Regions from separate parts of the Hordeum vulgare genome. Here region 2 is linked to region 1. A link is a contact called in public Hi-C data. All regions are on one chromosome and are shown on one strand. The core of a region is the stretch at or near the end of the contact, and the rest is flanking DNA. Distances in the headings are between cores, read along the strand shown.

The links. A called contact is a pair of places that touch in the nucleus more often than the background predicts.
Region 2: a Hi-C map of seedling shows a contact between it and region 1, with 5 times the contacts expected there. The contact joins the promoter of LOC123427050 here to the promoter of LOC123427047 in region 1. A contact is called at or near these places in 3 of 6 Hi-C or Micro-C datasets (leaf and seedling) and 1 of 1 datasets of contacts at active chromatin or transcription factors (embryo).

The regions. Positions count from the first base shown.
Region 1 is chr2H:533,984,531-533,990,220 of MorexV3_pseudomolecules_assembly, reverse strand. It overlaps LOC123427047 (elongator complex protein 3), which reads left to right and starts at 2,226. Exons shown (of 9, transcript XM_045110984.1): 1 at 2,226-2,779. The coding sequence starts at 2,292. It overlaps LOC123427049 (26S proteasome non-ATPase regulatory subunit 6), which reads right to left and starts at 2,060. Exons shown (of 8, transcript XM_045110986.1): 1 at 1,816-2,060; 2 at 1,604-1,718; 3 at 774-864; 4 at 537-682; 5 at 224-443; 6 at 31-139. The coding sequence starts at 1,957.
Region 2 is chr2H:534,351,780-534,357,469 of MorexV3_pseudomolecules_assembly, reverse strand. LOC123427050 (plant UBX domain-containing protein 1) reads right to left here and starts at 3,124. Exons shown (of 8, transcript XM_045110987.1): 1 at 2,887-3,124; 2 at 1,471-1,573; 3 at 1,311-1,379; 4 at 1,109-1,182; 5 at 528-657. The coding sequence starts at 3,039.

The DNA.
Region 1 (5,690 bases), core at 977-3,476:
TATGACAGGATAAAGCGGTCCTTCACTTACAGAATGCCACAAAAAATGACTTGTACTGACAATCGTAGAGGGAATTGAGAAATTCCGAGAGGTGAGGTACTTTGCCGATAACAGCCAGGATCTCAGGTGCGTCTACAACCTGTCAACAGTATTGTTAAATAGGTATCCTATCTACATTCCAGCTAACAAAGCAGACTTGAAAGGAGAAAAGATGAATATGTACCTTTTGTTTTAGAGATACGCGGTCCAATGTGATAACACTTGTAAGGACCGTGTAAAAGATGAACGTATCATAGGGGAACAACTCATAAGTTGTGAAAGTTGAAACGGAATCCAAAAATAAGCTAGTAGCCTTCTTGAAATTTCTAGTGGCCATGCAGTACAAGCCTTCATACACTTTCAACCTGTTCTTCCTCTCCCAATCACCACCCTCTTCAAACAAGCTTCGATCAGGAAAGGAGGTTGCTCAGTATTACACATCATAATGCAAAACAAGTACAGTAGCAAATAGCTAAACTACAAGACTTCATACTTACATTTTAGCCTTGTCAACAGACTTTGAGATGAGATCAAAATCCATATGGAAAAGGCCAATCTGTAAAGTGTAGAAAACAAGGTCCATCTTCTGCCCGACAGCTACAGTCTTGCCTTCAGTAACTTTAAGCTGCTCCAGCGCTTTTTCCTGATATTTTGGACATTTAGGTCAGAACAAAATGATGAAACATGCATCGACAACCTTAACACGGTGAAAGCCAGTAGATACATATATATACCTTCTCGCCAACCCTTATGAAATATAAGGATTTGGCTAGATGGGCTTCACGCACTTCACTCTCACCCAAATTCTCTTCAGCATCCGCAATCCTTTATGCATAGATAGGTGAATGATATTAGTCAGTAGAAGCCAAGAACAAACATAACGTAATGTGAAATCAGATGAAACAGAAGAAGGCGGTAAAAAGAAGCAATATACTTCAGAAGTTCAGAGCCTAGATAACACGAGCATACATTTTCATTTGGGCGAAATGGAACAATCTTTGCAGAAAAATTCCGGACTGCTTAAACTGCAGACCTTTCTCGAGACAAGTGATTTGTTTGTGCACACATCAATTCTCTATTTACTATCAAGAGCCGCTGTTCCACTACAGATCTAGATGGTTGTCCATCAGTAACCTTAAACAATATAGGAAAAGAAAATAATACCAACATATCTCATTTAGTATTCCCTACATATCTCATAATACCTACATATCTCATAATACCTACACATTTTAGTATTCCCTACATATCTCATAATACCAACAATATAGGAAAAGAAAATTTGGTAGTACTAATTTTTGAAGACATCCAATACTAGTTAGTACGGAGTACTAGTTATTATAACGCTCAGAAACAACAGGAGCATCAAGAACAAATGAAGGATTCCACAATTACAGTCTAGAGCTCGTAACGCTGCAGGTTTCTCAGGGCTAAATCATCAGAGAATCTATCTGGGGTGGTCAAAGTATATACTAAGATGGAGCAATGTCACAAATACTTGAAACCCTAGAAACTAGCCTGAAATTCGAGCATGAAAAAGGGTAGACCGGGGAGATCCACTCACTTCTCGTCGAACTTGCGGGTCTCCTCCTCGATCCTGCCGCGCATCTCCGCGAGCAGCGCCGCGTCCATCTCCAGCACGCCGTCGGCCGCCAGCGACTCGTACAGCGCCGCCATGTCTGGAATGAAAAACAAGCACATCGGATCGAATCAGACCCCGCCAAAACCGACCCTCGGGCGAGGGAGCAGATTCGAGGAGGAGGCAGGGTTTGGTACCATCGGATTTCACTGCGGCGAGGACGTCGTCGCGGAGGCCGACCTTGGCGAGGTCGTCGACGTCTGGCTGCGAGAGGAGGAACAGCTTGTGCGCCAGCACCAGCTGCGGCTGCTGCTTCCCTTCCTCGCCTCCGCCGTCCATCTCGCCGCCGCCGACTCGCCTCGCCTCGCCGCGCTTTGCTTCTGCCGCAAGAGATGGGGGAAGAGAGAGCAGAGCAGAGCAGAGGAGAAAGGATTTTCCCGTGAGCTTAAAAGAATTTAGTTACTGGCGGCCTATACTTGTTTACACTCTGGTCCCACGTGGATTAATCCGCACCGTCCGTTTCGTGATCTGACGGCTGTGATGGGCGGAGATGCGTCGAACCGGCCGGTAGAGAAGGCAAAGGCCAGACACCGACCGAGCCCAGGTCCCAGTTTCGTCCCTCCCTCCCCCCGAGGCAAAAAAAAAAAAAAACCCTTCGCTGAAACCCTTCCCGATGGCCGCCGCCGTAGCCGCAGCAGCGGCCGACCAGCCGCGCCGCCGGAAGCCAACGCCGGGGCGCGGGGGCGTGGTGCTGCCCGCGGGACTCTCCGAGGAGGAGGCGAGGGTGCGGGCCATCGCGGAGATCGTGTCGGAGATGGGCGAGCTCTCGCGCCGCGGGGAGGACGTGGACCTCAACGCGCTCAAGTCGGCCGCGTGCCGGCGCTACGGGCTCGCCCGCGCGCCCAAGCTGGTGGAGATGATCGCCGCCGTGCCGGAGGCGGACCGCGCGGCGCTGCTGCCCCGCCTGCGCGCCAAGCCCGTGCGCACGGCCTCGGGCATCGCGGTGGTCGCCGTCATGTCCAAGCCGCACCGGTGCCCCCACATCGCCACCACGGGGAACATCTGCGTCTACTGCCCGGGAGGCCCCGACTCCGACTTCGAGTACAGCACCCAGTCCTACACTGGATACGAGCCCACCAGCATGCGCGCTATCCGGGCAAGGTGATTCACTACTACTGATGCTGTTAATACATTGTTAGAAATAGAAAATGCATGCTTCAGTTTGCATTGCAACTGAAACATGAAAATAGTTGTTCAGTAGTCATCTACTTAATCTCTGTGACTGAGAGGTGTGAGGGCAAGGTCTCATTGAACTGTTAATTAGTGCAAACAATAGTTGTTCAGTAGTGATCTACTTAATCTCTACAACAACAAAAACAACCAAGCCTTTCAGTCCCAAACAAGTTGGGGTAGGCTAGAGTTGAAACCCATAAGATCTCGAAACCAAGTCATGGCTCTGGAACGTGGATAGCTAACTTCCACTCACCCCTGTCCATGGCTAAGTCTTTGTCGATATTCCAAACCTTCAGGTCTCTCTTAACGGACTCCTCCCATGTCAAGTTTGGTCTACCACGACCCCTCTTAACATTCTCAGCACGCTTTATCCGTCTGCTATGCACCGGCGCTTCCGATGGCCTCCGTTGAATATGTCCAAACCATCTGAGACGATGCTGGACCAGCTTCTCTTCAATCGGTGTTACCCCAAGTCTCTCTCGTATATCGTCATTCCGTACCCGATCCTTCCTTGTGTGGCCACATATCCATCTCAACATGCGCATCTCTGCCACACCTAACTGTTGGATTGGCCAACACTCCGGGCCATACAACATCGCAGGTCGGATAGCTGTCCTATAAAACCTGTCTTTTAGCTTTTGTGGCACTCTCTTGTCACAGAGTACGCCAGAAGCTTGGCGCCACTTCATCCACCCAGCCTTGATTCGGTGGCCCACGTCTTCACCGATATCGCCATCCTTCTGCAACATGGACCCCAAATATCGAAACGTGTCTCTCTCCGGTACCACCTGCCCACCAAGGCTAACCTCTCCATCCTCGTGCCTAGTAGCACTAAAACTGCATCTCATGTATTCAGTTTTAGTTCTACTAAGCCTAAAACCTTTCGATTCTAGAGTACGCCTCCATAACTCTAACTTTCTATTAACCCCCGTTCGGCTATCATCGACTAGCACCACATCATCCGCAAAGAGCATACACCATGGGATATCTCCTTGTATATCCCTTGTGACCTCATCCATCACCAAATCAAAAAGGTAAGGGCTCAAAGCTGACCCTTGGTGTAGCCCTATTCTAATCGGAAAGTCATCGGTGTCGCCATCACTTGTTCGAACACTTGTCACAACATTATCATACATATCCTTGATGAGGGTAATGTACTTTATTGGGACTTTGTGTTTCTCCAAGGCCCACCACATGACATTCCGAGGTATCTTATCATAGGCCTTCTCCAAATCAATGAACACCATATGAAGGTCCTTCTTTTGCTCCCTGTATCTCTCCATCAGCTGTCGTACCAAGAAGATGGCTTCCATGGTAGACCTCCCAGGCATGAAACCAAATTGGTTTTTGGTCACGCTTGTTAACCTTCTTAAACGGTGTTCAATGACTCTCTCCCATAGCTTCATAGTATGGCTCATCAGCTTGATTCCGTGGTAATTAGTACAACTTTGAACATCCCCCTTGTTCTTAAAGATTGGTACTAAAATACTCCGCCTCCATTCTTCGGGCATCTTGTTTGACCGAAAAATGAGGTTGAAAAGCTTAGTTAGCCGTACTATCGCTATGTCTCCAAGGCCTCTCCACACCTCGATGGGGATACCATCAGGACCCATCGCTTTGCCTACTTTCATCCTTTTTAACTCCTCCTTAACCTCACACTCCTGGATACGTCGCACAAAGCACATGCTGGTATCATCAAAGGAGTTGTCTAGCTCAATGGTAGAGCTATCAACCTCTCCATTGTAAAGGTTGTCAAAGTACTCCCGCCATCTACGCTTGATCGCCTCATCCTTCACAAGAAGCTGATCATCTCCGTCCTTGATGCATTTGACTTCGCCGACATCCCTCGTCTTCCTCTCCCTAATCTTGGCCATCTTATAGATGTCCCTTTCGCCTTCCTTAGTGTTTAAACGTTGGTAGAGGTCCTCATACGCCCGACCTTTCGCTTCACTCACCGCCCGCTTTGCTGCCTTCTTCGCCACCTTATACTTCTCCATGTTAGCTGCACTCCTGTCCAGATATAGGCATCTGAAACAGTCCTTCTTCTCCCTAATAACCTTCTGGACCTCATCGTTCCACCACCAGGTGTCCTTAGCTTCCCTTCTACTTCCCTTGGTCACCCCAAACTCCTCTACAGCGACCTTCCGCAAGAAGGTCGCCATACTCGTCCACATCAAGTTTGCATCGCCTCCTTCCTCCCAAGGGCCCTCCTTAATGACCCTCTCCCTGAAAGCCTGGGATGCCTCCCCCTTGAGCTTCCACCACTTCGCTCTAGCGACTTTGGCGCGCTTATCCCGTTGGACACGAATCCTAAAGCGGAAGTCAGCAACCACAAGCTTATGTTGAGGGACAACACTCTCTCCAGGTATCGCTTTACAAATCAATGCAAGCGCGTCTGTCTTCTCTTCTAGAGAGGACAAAATCAATCTGGCTAGAGTGTAGACCACTACTGAACGTCACTAGATGGGATTCTCTCTTCCTAAAGAGGGTGTTAGCTATAACCATGTCGTAGGCTAGAGCGAAGCTCAGGACATCTTCTCCTTCTTGATTCCTGATGCCATAGCCAAAGCCCCCATGCACCCTTTCAAAACCTGTGTTAGATGTACCCACATGGCCAAGAGGTCTCCTCCTATGAAGAGCTTCTCACCAATAGGTACCCTCCTAACCAAGTCCTCCAGGCCTTCCCAGAACTCCCTCTTGGTGCTCTCATTGTGGCCTACTTGCGGGGCATACGCGCTGATAACATTGAGGACTAAGTCCCCAACTACCAGCTTGACAAGGATCATCCGGTCCCCTTGCCTCTTAACGTCCACAACTCCATCCCTAAGGCTCTTGTTGA
Region 2 (5,690 bases), core at 1,875-4,374, 370 kb before region 1:
CATAAAAATATGTAAAACCCTTTGCTCAGAGCACTGAAATTTTGTTCACATTATGTAAAGCTAGCCCATCAAACTATTTATAGGACACTAGTTGTTTCCCTGTTTGTCATGATTGTCAAAAGACCATACAATCAGAACACTTTCAAATTTGGGTACTTAGGAGCTCAACAAGTCAGTGCTGTGAATAGTTGTATACCAAACTGAATTTGATTAATTTATAGCACTTCATAACAAATGATTCATAAAAATATGTAAAACCCTTTGCTCAAAGCACTGAAATTTTGTTCACATGATGTAAAGCTAGACCATCAAATTATTTATAGGACACTAGTTGTTTCCCTGTTTTTCATGATTGTCAACATATACATTTGCTACTCATACACAAATGTTTTATCATTGGAAACACTGAGCCGACCTTAACCAAACCAGGGTGAAATAAAAGGAACTGGTGAACAGGAAACGAGGAAAGGGAAAATATTACTTGTCAAACTCTACATCAGTCATCTGAAAAGAGCAGTGGAACTTACAAAGATAGAATGGCAGGTCTGGTCTAGCAATTACTTTCATGAGAAGATCCAACAGACTATGTACTGTCTCTGATGGATGAAACTCAACCTCAAGAATGTAACCATCAGGGAATCGAACCCTCATCACTGCCTACAGTTAAGAAGGTTAGCAATAAAATGGAATTTGTGCTGAAACTAGATTCGGATATGGACGAATAAAATAAACCAATTAAATGAGGATGAGACAGGGCATTGTCTACTACTAAATTAATAATACTGAATTAATAAGAAAAGGCAAAAGGAGCTACTTTGAAAATAAATAATCAGAACTATGTGCATCATTTGAAGTATTTCTACATAAGATTTCACATGCCAACAGATAGACTTTGCAGATTATTATTTTTGCGAGAATAGACTTTGCAGATATATTTACTCTAGGAAACAAATTTGCCCTTAAAACATGTCCGAAGGTACTGTTAATATAAGGCTAGATAAAAATCAATAAGCAAAATACAATCAGCTAGAGGAGAAAAAGTAGTATTAGTCCTACATAATAATAATAACAACTAAATAGTGGCATAGTGCATCATATTCCTTCCTACCTTTGTTAGCCTTGCTCGTTGAGCAGCAAGTTCTGCTTCCCTTATTTTACGAGTCTTCAGAACTTTCGATTGTTCTGCAAGGTGTCAAGTTTAAACATGGTTACAGTTAAGAAATTTGAAAGGTTGGGCAATGCCAAGTAGAATGTTTAAGTAATAAAAATGCAACTGTTCTCAGACAATATTAAAAGAGCATTTAAGTAACCTGCAAGCCTATTGGAAATCAACTTGTAATAATCACCAGGCTGAAGCTCATAAAAGTCATCGTCTTCCTCTGCATGAATCATGCTTTCATGTCACAATGCAATTATCATAAAGAGACATAACAGAATTGAAGTAAAGCAAAAGCAAATAAATGCATTTACCCTGATCTGCCCTGGGCAATTTGCTAGTCATCAGCTCAAATGTTGTGCTTGAAAATATCCGGATCTCATGTCCAAGCTCTTGTCCCACTGCTTTCAGCTTCTCCTGTGATTTTGAAGAAAATGTAGTTGTCAGACTTCATTTTACGTTTTCACTATTCTATTCGTGGAGAAGTGATGATACAAAGGTTCTGACCAAAGAAGAACACTCTCTCATGGGCAGATGAATACAAGTGCTATGACTAATTGTTTTACACTTCATATAATTATCGAACCTATCGATTATTTAGACAAGAAAGCATAAAGCAACCACTTGAGCAGAAAAGTCTAATGACTAATCATGGGTCCTTATTCCAAAAAGGATCAATGTGAGAAGAAATACGGCACAAAAATGTATTCCAAATGAAGCGATAGATGTCTTTCTGAAGTTCAGACAGCTTTCAATCATATTTGACACCAGAGGGCACACAATTATGAATAATTGAGCATCTATCACAAGCAAAACAAAAGAGTATTGATGTTGTCAATAACAAGTTGACAGCATGTAGGTTTCAGCCATTACGCTGTTCTGCAGAGCACCTGGCAGCCTCCCTCCAAACTTCTCCCAAGATACAGTACTGCTTTTCTGCCAATCAACCGGTAACCATACATGCCTAGCACGAACAAGGCATTGTAAAAACTTAAAGAGCTTCATGTAGACGAAGCTACAGATGGCACCTAAACCTCTCATGGCCATCAATGTTCGTACAGACGGAATCTCTCAAATGCAAACCATAGAGGCTACAGAATGCGGTGGTAAAACACTAATCCTTCACTTCCAAGAATGTTTGCAGGAATCTGACACAAAGAAACAACAACAGGCTCTTCATTTGCTGGGATCTACAAATTCTTTGGACCTTAACCGATCTACAGAGCTTATTTCCCCCCTTGAGACCTCGTGCAGCCAACAGCGATAAAGACGAACCCTCATTTGAAAGAATCCATGGATTAAAACCTAGGTCAAAGAACTCGTCTTCCGCAAGGCATGCAGCCAGGTGGATTCCCCAATCACACAAACTGGGTGTACAAGTAAAGAATCACTCCTCCACACACAAAGTTGGCAAGTAAAGAAACATCAAGAACTGCAATTTCTAGCACAACGCACCAATGCCCAAGAACCAGCGCACCATCGCTGCGCCCTTTCCAGCCAAGAACGCCCCGCTAACCCCCCACGCAAAGAATCCGGAGAGAGCGCGCCCACCACCCGATCCAAGGCGCGAATCCTCGCTTTACCCCACCCATCCCGCCGCCAAAAACTCCGCCCCCAACCAAAGATCGCGCGGCCTTTACCGTGCCCATCCCGCCGCCAAGAACTCCGCCCCGCCAAGAACTCGCCCAAGAAACCCAAGAGGAGCGGGGCGCGGGAGGGGGGAGACGTACCGGGACCCGAGGCGGCGCCTGCTGCTCCGGCCGCGTCTCCTCCTCGTCGAGATCCATGGACAGCAGCAGCTCGATCCCTCCCTCGTCCTCCTCCCTTTTCCGGCGCCTGGAGCAGAGGCGGAGAGGGTTTATTTGGGGGTACTCTGCTTCCATTGGGGTCGGGCACGGCCTTCGTGGCACCGTCAGGGAACCGGCTTCGTGACGGGGCACCGCGAGTGGGGCCGCGGCTGCAGGTCGGGTCAGGTCTAGTAAAGGTGCTGGTGCGTGCAGGCGCGTGACCGTAGCCCCATTTATACTGGTCTGTGTGGCACGCGGGGGCGGGGCGCAGCCGAGCTGCGGAGGCTGACAACCGGGTCCCAGGCGAGGGGTGAATCTTTCCGTCGAAGATATCTCCGGGTTTTTTCTTTTTTGCCGGATTTTCTTGGAAGATATCTTGGGTCCTGTTTGGAACGCGGGTAAAAGATATCGTAGGAAAGGTCTAAAACGTTAGGAATGAGAAAGGAAAGTATAGAAAGTATAAGTGAATCGTAGGAATGGAGACTATTGAATAGCATTCAATTGCTGGTGTGTGGGAGGAGGGAGGGGTTCATTATAATTTTAAACCAAAACCACTACAATCGTGCTAAGGATACTCCAAAACCATCAATTTTGTCGAAAATCAAAAATAATCACCACTTGTGTGGCAAGTGAGTAACACATAGCACTAAACTAGAGTCTAGCCGCGTCTAACACCAAAACTAGCCAACCTGGCCCACCCATCGGAGCCACGTGGGCTCGGACAGACGGTGCGCCGAGACGATCGTTCCCGCCGCTGGTTAAGCCCGTCTTCGCCGCGCGTGGTGCTCTCATTCCCCTCCCTTCTCTATTTATTCTCCCCTCCACCGTACCTGTCGACGCCCATCGCCGCCATCCATCGCCATCAGCCACCGCCAACGGGGAGGGACGCCATGGTTTCTTGGTCTGATGTTTCTTACTCGTCTTCATCGTGTGATGATGATTGTGTGACCCAGGTTCGCTTCTGCTCAGATGGATCTAGGGTTATGGTTCTAGGGAGAAAGGGGAATTTTGTTACGTGTAGAAATTGAACTCATTTTCCTTATGTTTATGCACCTCCCACCATGGAGTGCACGGAATGGAGCGGCCTGGCTATGAATCATCCTGCATTGTGTGAGCATGGAGCCCCCGTGAGAAGTTGGTGGCGTTTCGATCCACTCATAGCGGCAGGAGGTTTCTAGGCTGTGCAAAAAAGGTGAACTAGCAGTGCAATTAGGTGTTAAGGTACTTGAGCCATAGTCTGTTCATAAAATTATAATCTGTGAAATTACAATGTTTTGTTCATAAAATTATAAGTCTGCCATAGTCTTCTTCATAAGTATTAATGTTTTTTTATTTTTTGCACACAATAATAGGATGCACCCAAGTGCAAGCATGTGCAAGGGATTGATTCTGAGTGGCCAATCCCATTGAAGCAAGCTTTAGCTGCTATCTAGGATATGTATGACAAGGAGTTTGATGACAAGTTGAGACAGAATGTAGTTAATGCTGAAGAAGTCTTCAAGGTAGTGCAAGATAAGAGGAAGATGGAAAATGACCTGAGGTTCTTTAAAGTTGACTTTGCTAAAATGGTGGCTGACAAGGAGGATGCAATTTCCGAGTTAGGCAATGCACAGATAGCTCTAAGTGACTTCAAGGAAGAGCTTGAGAAAAAGAACTTGGCTGTGAAAGCAGACACTAACATCCATCAGGTACTAAGGGCCAAAGCAGAGAAAGAAAGAGACCAAGAGAAGCTAGAGAAGGTGAACCTGCTGTAGGAGATGGACCAAATCAAGAAGGAGAGGAACAGTTTGTTGGAGGAGAGGGAGAAGTTGAAGCAAGAGAAAAGGCACCTGGAGGCCAGGAAGGGGAAAATCAGGAAGATCAAGGAAATAACTGAAGAATGATTCAATGTTGTTGTAGTACTATCTGTTATTTGTGGCACTAAAATTGCAAGATATTTGTACTGAATTTGTTGCTGGATAATGCTATTAATGTGCCTTATTTATGTTTGATGCATTTCCCTTTATTTGTGTTTCAGTTATTTGTGCCACATTAGTGTTGAATTAGACAAGTTCACAAATAGCCTTAATGTCAAATAGCAGAGGTTCACATGACTTAAATTCTAACACAGGTTCACAAATTCTAACAAAGGTTCACAAATTGTTACACATGTTCAGAAGATACAAATTCTAACAAAGGTTCACAACACTCAAATTCTAACACAGGTACACGGGACACATACATGGGTTGCAGTCCCAAAGGTTTCAACCATTGACACACATCAAATTTCACACATTTCCACTCGCTGTGAAGTAGCTCATCAGTCTTGCATATTTCTCAGCTTTCTTCCTTGCACCAATACTTCCTCCTCCACCAACTCTTCCACCTCTCACTGATCTCATTTTTGTAGCAGCAACAGTAGTAGATGTAGATGTAGAAGTACCATTAGCAGAAGAAGTCCCTTCTACACGTGCAGGCCTCGGTAGTGAGAAAGAAGCCCTAGCTGAACTAGGAGCAGCAGTTGATTCCCTAGGAGCATCTGGTGGAATGTAGGCTTCTGCCTTTTGCCTTCTCTTTTCCTGAAGTTTAAGAAATTCAGATGAAAGAATTACAACCTACCAACAGAAATTCACTTGAAGGTGTTACAAAGTTGAATATGTTATCATGTTTCTATTCTTCCTGAACTGAAGATCAGGCATCAAAGGTTGTCCATAGTTTGTAAACCTATGACCCATTAACTTATAGTTGCCACATCTGATTGTACACAT